2 separate regions of the Arachis hypogaea genome follow, and region 1 is linked to region 2. Evidence: chromatin contacts called from public Hi-C data. All regions are on one chromosome and are shown on one strand. The core of a region is the stretch at or near the end of the contact, and the rest is flanking DNA. Distances in the headings are between cores, read along the strand shown. Region 1 holds the start of LOC112698256. Region 2 holds the start of LOC112805822.

What was found. A called contact is a pair of places that touch in the nucleus more often than the background predicts.
Region 1: a Hi-C map of an unstated tissue shows a contact between it and region 2, with 4 times the contacts expected there. The contact joins the promoter of LOC112698256 here to the promoter of LOC112805822 in region 2. A contact is called at or near these places in 2 of 8 Hi-C or Micro-C datasets (leaf and an unstated tissue).

What each region holds. Positions count from the first base shown.
Region 1 is chr6:102,022,652-102,027,017 of arahy.Tifrunner.gnm2.J5K5, reverse strand. It overlaps LOC112698256, which reads left to right and starts at 2,757. Exons shown (of 1, transcript XM_025751579.2): 1 at 2,757-4,017. The coding sequence starts at 3,140. The coding sequence ends at 3,349.
Region 2 is chr6:101,824,399-101,828,842 of arahy.Tifrunner.gnm2.J5K5, reverse strand. LOC112805822 reads right to left here and starts at 1,928. Exons shown (of 2, transcript XM_025848152.1): 1 at 1,215-1,928; 2 at 735-1,094. The coding sequence starts at 1,928. The coding sequence ends at 735.

The DNA.
Region 1 (4,366 bases), core at 1,508-4,007, 200 kb before region 2:
TTAGGAAAAGTTTAGATAGACAATGAGAATACTAAATAATGTGAAAAATGGGTATGTCAAATGTTTAATTTAATAGGTATGCAGATAATTATGTTCATTATTTTTAATTAGATGGTTATTTTTTTATTCGATTTACTCATACACAGTTAACAATGGTTGGATATTCAATTCACTAGGTGTGCAGATGGTTATCCTAATATTAAAGTTTAAGAGCTAATTTGGGATGGAGTATTTTTTTACTTTATTGGGTCAATGCTAGAACCCATTATTTGCATTGTTTACTTAATAAAACCCAGTTAGTTATTAATGCATGTCAATATTTTAATTTTCATTTTCCATGTTTTAAAAAGAAGGGTTTTGCTATCCTATATTAAAAATGTAAAAAAAAAAAATTGTAATAAATAATATTAAAATATTTTCTTTTATTATATGTTTAACTAATGTTTTTAGAATCTATGATAGCAAAATTCTAAAAAAAAAATAATATATTTCATGATTTTTTTTAAAAAAATTGTTATTCATATAATACGACTGTTACATAATTATATGTATAAAATTCATATAACTAATGTGAAGTATATTTTTTCACATACTACTACTAGACTTTTTTTTTTTGTTAAGTACAAACTAGACTTTTTTTTATGATAAGTACAAACTAGACTTTTAATAGTTATTTAATGTTGCAAAAAATTGGACTGGCCCATTATTATAGAAGACTAGAAGAGCAAGTCACGGTCCAAAAAAAGCTTCATGAAATTGTGGGGCTATTTTCTAACTATTAATAATAAAAGTGGTCTAAATTCAGATAGTACTATATCTAGTGATCAAAACTGAAAATGAGTATAAACTTACAAATGACCGACAAACCTGTGTCAGAAAGTACAATGTACAATGTACAATGTATAAAATTCACCATGTACAATGTACTCCAGATGTTTTTATTTTTTATTTTTAATTTTGGACATGATGTACCCCAGATGTTTTTTTTTTTTTGGACGGGTTACCCCAGATGTTTAAAGAATGGTTTTCGGTATTTATAAAGCCTTACCCATAAAAAGTGAACCGAACACATAGGCATAGCCTTCATTTTTTTGGTTCTATGGGGTCATGTTCTTTGTTGAAATGAAGAGTCTGTTTTGGTCCAAAGTCAAGAAGCAACGTCACATTGTTTTTGTCAGAAGCAACGTCACTTTAAAACAGGATGGGAAGGTCCAATATTGCTTCCGAAACAGGCAACTAACATGGACCCCAATTTTCCTTCTGAAGCGGGTTGGATTTCCTTTCTCTTATGGTCTTTCAAGATTTCAAGGGTGTTGGGCTTCTAGCTCCGTTTTCCACCAAAAATAAAAAGCTTGAAAGGCTTTTTAGTTTTTAGCACTTGAGCTTGCATTACTTTCAATTTTTTCGATCATAATTTCTTAAGAATAGTCAATTTGGGCTAATGTAATAGTTAGTTTATTAATTTGTTTAAATGAGTGTCTGTATTTAAAACTTTGACTTGTTAAATTAAAAAAGGGGAAGTATGAGGAGCCAATGAAATATTTATATAATGTGTACAATGGAGGTTTATAGAGTATTAGAGATATAATTATTAGTGTTACATTTTTCCATCGGCTGAAGCTTTTGGGATGAGTGGTATCATGACATGGTATTAAAACGCTAGATCCGAAAGGTCAAGAGTTCGATTCTTAGTGAACTCAAAAATTAAACTAATTACACATTGTACAAATAGTTCATTGTCTCCCTAGCGAGATCCATAAAAAACTATAAGTAATTTTCTTAAAAATTATTTCGTGGGTCATTATTAAAAATTGGTCAATGCATGATCATTCACGTATTGAACAAATATTATGTTATGTTATATAAGAGATTATCATAAAAATTTTAAAAATTAGTAAAAATTTTCATGTATGATAAAGATTCATTTGGTTAAATTTTTTTAATATATTTTAATGAGATGAATTTATCAAATAAAATAAAAAATTAGAATTAATTTAGTAATTAATATTTATTTTAAAATTAAAGTATTTAACTAAAATTTTTTATATAAAAAATATGATAAAATTATACGATCCAATAAAGTAATTAAACTAAGATTAATTATTTTAATAATTAATTATAATTAATATAAATATACAAAAATATACGTTGACTTTCTAGTATTCAGCTATCACTTCTATTAGAACTTTACCGGCGAGTTTGATTGTGCAATTCTTTTTTGTTGCGTTTTAATCTCATTGCGCCACTAAAAATAGTTCTCAAGACAATTTTCCATCTTGAAGTATTATCTTTTTAAAAATGTTACTTGTCCTTTAATCTTTGGTGAGTTCTTTTAAGAATTTATTATTATTTTTTTGGTGACTTAAGAATTTATTATTATTTAATAATTTAAATATTCACTTTCACATTTTATTTATTCAAAAAATTTAAAAAATTTATTTATTTTTTATTTTTTCTCTTCTCTAAAAACTTAATAAATGATACTATTTAAAAAAAATTTAATTATACTGTTTTTTTAGCAATATCGATCTAAGTCTAGGTTATTATATTTACTATTTAGTAGAAACTCATGTATAGTTATATTTATATAAAATTTCTAGTTAAAAATTATTAGATAATAATTTAATTAAATATGTCAAATTATCTAATGGTTTTTGACTAACAATTTCGTACAAAAATAAGTGAAAACTCAGGTGCATCCAACTTCACATGAAGTTGATAGTTGAGAATCGTTAAATGATTTGACTGATTTGATTAAATTTTCATCTAATAACTTTTAACTATCAACTTCACATGAAGTTGACTGCACATGAATTTTCACCATAAAATTGAAATAAAATTGAAAGTAACTGAGGATTTTCACCGGATTTTCACCTTTAGTAGTAGCCGTCCAAGGAATCATTGCATCCAATGACTACACCGATCATAAACCGTTCCATTTGTCCCATCTTCAATTTTTATTTTTAACGTCATACTTACTAACTCTCCCTCCTTGAACTTTATGATGTCTTATCCCACATCTATTATCGCCACTCATTTTGCTATTAAATCCTCCTCCTTGATTGCTTAATGTAATTTCTATGTTCAACTCTTTCTTCTTCCTTTAGCAAAAGAGAGACGTTAAGAGCACACAAATTAAATGGCAGATTGGGCTCCTGTAATTATTGGTTTAGTCCTGTTCGTGGTGTTCTCGCCAGGTTTACTGTTCCAGCTTCCGGGCAAAGGACGTGTGGTGGAGTTTCTCAACTTTCAAACCAGTGGCATCTCCATATTTGTCCACTCTCTTCTCTTCTTTGGATTCATGGTTATTTTCCTCATTGCCATTAATGTTCACATTGGTAGCGGATGAAGCATTCAGCATAGTCACTTTACTTGGACATGAACTTTTTTCTATGTTTCTTAATTTGTCTTTGATTATATATATATACACACATGACAAAGGTTGCTAATATGGTCAATATCTTGCTTCTTAGAGCACTTTTCTTCTTCTTTTTTGTGATTAATTACTTGATATATTCAACTCACATACAATCCTGTGATTTTGTTATTGTGTCATAGAGATTCTTATTTAATTATAACATCGTGTTATTTGTGCACCTAAAAAAATTACTACCAAATAAAACCAAAACAAGAAATTTACATGAGAGAAGCACAAAAAATCAATTACGTTGTACCATTTTCTCTAGTGTAACCATCAATTATGTTACATATATAAACACGAAAAAATCACATACTAATTAATCACTTAAATAAAAATCACATTTTCACATTTATAATCAAAAGTTAACTCTTGATAATCGGTCATAGGGTTGGAAGTGAGCCGAGCTGAGGCAAGCTAGACCAAGCTTAAGCTCGGCTCACAAAAATTGAACTTGGCTCACGACTCGACTCATTAACATGCAAGTCTATTTTTTAAACTCAAGCTCGTCTCACCAAAAGCTCACGAGCTGGCTCAAATAATAGAAAGATAAATACATAATCTATAATTCTATATTAATAAATTATAACTTATATATTTTAAAAAATATTTAAAAAGATTAATTTTATATATTATTATCTATCAATAAATTATAAATTTTTTATTTATATCTTACATCAAAATTATATGTAAAAAATAAATATAAAATTTTAAATAATTAAGATCATTAATATATATATATATATATATATATATATATATATTACTATTTCATATGTATATATATAATATTAAAATATAGATTAAATGCATATAAGATATGTGTATTAATAATTATATATATATATATAATCGAGTCAGCTCACGAGCTAATGAGTTGAGCTTAATTTTATGAACTCAATTTCAAGCTCAAACTTGACTCACTAACTCACAAGCTTAACTTATTGA
Region 2 (4,444 bases), core at 679-3,178:
TGGCCACCTCATTAGCTCTCTCTTAGGACATCTTCCTTCGCCTCTGAGCAATGGGCTTGGCATCTGGCTTTACGGCAAGCCGATGAGACATGAAGTCGATGTCCACTCCGAGCATGTCGGCTGGGGTCCAGCCGCCTTCATGAGGGGTTCTTTTAGGTTTTGGGGGAGGTTCCTATTCACATAGGTGAATTTTTCCTCTGTGTCCCCGACCCAGAACTTCTCCAAATCTCACTCGGGCTCGAGCCTCGGCTTGTCGTCCACTCTGGTGTCTAAGTCGGCCAGAAATACCCCAGATGCTTCCTTCGATTTCTTTCTCAAGGAGAGGCTGGCGTTGTCGCATGCAACCGCCATTTCTAGGTCTCCCCTGAGGGATCCAACGGACCTGTTGTTAGTAACAAACTTCATAATAAAAAACTTGGCGCATATCACAGCGGAGAACTCATTAATCGTCTTCCTCCCCAGGATAACGTTGTAAGCTGTGGAGTCCCTCAAGACTACAAATTCCGCCGTTATCGACCTCTTTCCTTCTCCTCCCCCGATACAAACCGGGAGGGTGACTATCCCGTCAGGTTTTATAAAGTTGTCTCCTAGACCTATGATCCCATATTGATGGGTTTTTAAGTCAGTCTCTCAGAGTCCTAGGGCATCGAACACGTTCTTGAATATGATATTGGAGTTAGCTCCAGTGTCCACGAGGATCCGCTTGACCAAGGCCGTTCCGATTCTTGCCATGATCACCACAGGGGGTTTTTCGGGATGTCATGAAACCACTGGTCTTCTGGCCCAAATGATATTCTCGGAAGTTCCCTGGACGGGGGCCTATGGCTCCCTGATGATACGGCCAAGACTCTGGTGTCCTTTTTGGTAGCGGACCTTGATCTGAGGGGCGCGTTTCTCCCAACCACGATGTTGACCACAGTGAGGGCATTGTCTACGTATTCGCTAGCCCCTTGTCTCAGCTTCATGGCCAGGTCTTGATCATCCTTGAAACGTTCGTGCCCCCTTTGCCTAGGCTCCCTTATGAACTGGGAAAACTTAGTCAGCTTGCCATCGCGGATGGCTTTCTCCAAGGCGTCCTTTAGATCAAAACAATCCTGGATTTATGGTAAAAAACTTTGTGGTAGTCATAGTACAAGCTCTTGTTCCCGCTTGTTTTGTCTTTCAGCTATTGGGGGCTTCAACAAGATACCCTTGTTAGCGATCTACTGGTAGACTTCCACGATTGGGGCCGTAAGAGAGGTATAGTTTGAGAACTTTCCAACTCGAGGGAAAGGCTTGAAAGGTTTAGCTGATCCTCCGTCCTTGGAGGGTTCTTTCGACCTTTCCTCGTGCCCGGGTTGACGGGGGGGAGGGTTGGCCTGTTGTCGCTTATTGGACACCACCACCTGGCGAACCTCCTCATCATTAATGTACTCTCTGGCCACGTTCTGGATGTCTTGTATTGTCCACACGGGCTTGGTAGTAAGGTTCTTTCTGAAGTCTTCATTTAACAAATCGTTCATCAGGCATAGGCTGGCCACTAAGTCGGTCAAGCCGTCAATTTCTAGGCACTCGTCGTTGAATCTATCGAGGAACTTCCTAGTCGGCTCCCCGGCTCTTTGGGTGACCCCTAAAAGGTTAATAGGGTGCTTAGCTTTGGCAATGTGTGTGGTGAACTGTGCTAAAAAGCTGTGAGTTATGTCCGAGAAGGTCGTAATGAACCCTTGAGGAAGCGCATTGAACCACCAAATTGCCGGTCCTGCCAAGGTCACAGAAAAAGCACGATACCTCACCGCATCACCAATACCCTCGAGGTTCATCCTGGCCTCAAAGGCCGTCAGGTGTTCCTGAGGGTCCTGGGTTCCATCATATCTCATATCCGTTGGCTTGTCGAAGTGTTTCGGCAGCCGAACCTTGAGGATGGAGGGGTGAAAAGGGGTTGCTCCCATGATTATGGGGTCTCGTCGCCTTCTCGGACTCTTTCTATTTTCGCCTTGGCCCTCCGACCCATCATGGGTCGAGGGAGGTCGAGCGTCAGCTCTACGCCTGGTACGGTTCCTCCGAGGGCTTCTTCCCCAAGCTTTCGATCTCCTTGGGGAGTTCGGGTACGGGAAAGGCTCGGGCTGGGTCGGTAGCGATCCTTGGCGGCTAGCTCCCTCTTGAGATTTTGCACTCGGTTGCGTAATTCCTGCATAATCTTTGCGTTGTCATCACTCGTACCCCCGAAGGGGCGCCTTTCATGGGAGCTGGAAGGAAGGTCATTTTTACGAGAGGGGGTTCTCGTGCGCTCACGAGAGGAGGTCATCGAGGCTATCCTGCTCATCAAGCGAGTTCCCTCCCCCTCACACACTTCCTCCTCTTCCCACAGACAGCGCCAATGTTCAGTGGCTCGGGGTATCGAACGGGTTGGATCTAGAGGCAATGAAGGTGTGGGTGACTGTGAAATGGGTGTTGGAGAGCTCCGGTGAATGACTCCTCCGCCCAGACGAGGGGAGGATGAGGTGGGGCCACCTGGAAGGACTCTAACGCTCAAGTCAATGTCCATACAAGAGGCGGCTATTAAGGTTAAGGTTAGCTGACGTACCTCTGGAGAAGGGTAGGGTCTTCCCTTTATATAGTCTGTCCTGGAGTGGGTCCCACACGGATAGACCCTCTATCTTGGAAGTTTTCTTTCCAGCTGTCCAGGTTCACGCGGGAGAGGGGGGTGACGTTCGGGTCACCTCCCGAGCTCGGGTTCGGTAAACCGTTGAGTCGGCCGGACGTTTGGACCCGGGTCTTTGGTCTGTTGGACTGGATCAGAATAATAAATTTCAAAAACTTATTTAATTCTAAAAATATTATTAATATAGAAAAAGAAGCATAATATAATAACATCCTAGAAAAAACAAGTAAGTATGTAAATAGAACTAGGTTTTGTTGAGCAACCCTAATTGCGAGTATATTCAGATAATATTCTATCAGCACTCGAAGCAATATTTTTGTTGCTTTAGCTTTAATATGATGGAGCAAGCAACGGTTGAGAGTATATAGCAAAAATGGGCATACTCACTACTAGGCTTTGCATTTCTTTACGTGGACAAGTACTGGACAAGCCACAACCCACCAAAGTCCTAAAGTTGTTGAAGATTCAGAGGATAAGATATATATTACAATTAACTGTCTGGTCGTACATCACACCAATGCAAGTTGAACTTCATAGGATTCTTTTATTTTTTTTTTCCCTGTTCTTTGCAGTTGTATATATTTAGATACAGTATTTGGTTTTAATGATTCAATTTAAGTGTGACGGGAGAAAGTATAGAATAGTTTGAGTTTTTTACTCTCGTTTGTGTTGTTATGTTCACAAGAAGGACAAGCAGGGTAAGCAGGAACTAGGAAGAGTTAATTATTAAAAAATATATCAAAATTATTAAAAAAATATATAATTTAGATAATACTATCCTTTTAATAATCTTTTTTTACTATGAGCCTTCTATTGGCCTATAAATATATACTGATTTGGATCGATTTAGATAGAAAAATTGATATAATTTTTTATGATTTAAATACTATTGATTTAATTTTTATTTTCCAATTGAATCCATTAGTTAGATAATTAACTTTCATTCTTTAACAAACTTTATCATTTTAGTAATTGTGTCTCAAATCTCTCGATTATACTTTTTTGTTTGGTTCTCTAACGTTGAACGACAAACCATGGAATTCAATGATCTTGATATTGATAAGCAATAATTTCTGAGAATTATCCATTTCAATTACCACGAAATAATTTCTTCCACCTTTATTCTTCTTTCTTATGTATATGAAGTGCGCAAGAATCTAATCCTCGGCCTAAAAGTGAACTGCCTTTATGTGCATTCTTGCCATGATGCCTCTTTTTTTTTTTTTTTTGTTAAGCTTTGGGTTTTGTTATTTTCTGGACATCTTTTTTTCTGTACATTTTGTTTCTACCCAAAACAGTTGCCAAAGTTTTTAAAATTGGATACTATCGTTTTTAAAATTTCGAAATACACAAAATAATTTTTAATATTAATCTTTATTAGATAATCCGGTCACAAATATTCTCTTAAAAAAAAATATAAACAAAAATATAGTTCGTATAAAAAATTCATACCTTAATAGCTAGTATTTACATAAATACTATTTTTTTCGCTAAAGATAGATAATTTTACCCATTTCAATAACGGTTTCGCTACATTACCAACAATATATCTACCAACTCTTATTTATAATTGTGTTTTATGGAAGTGTGTTTGTGAATGTGTCTAATAAAAATGTTTTTTTATAACTGTGTTTAATAGAAGTATCTTTATAGATATATTTTCTGGATGTGTCTCTTTATATATGTATTTAAAATATATTAATTACTAGACACATCTACGAACACACTTCCATGAAACACAAATATAAATAAGAGTTGACAAAAGTTGATAGATAATATGTTGGTACTCTATACTTTTCCTTT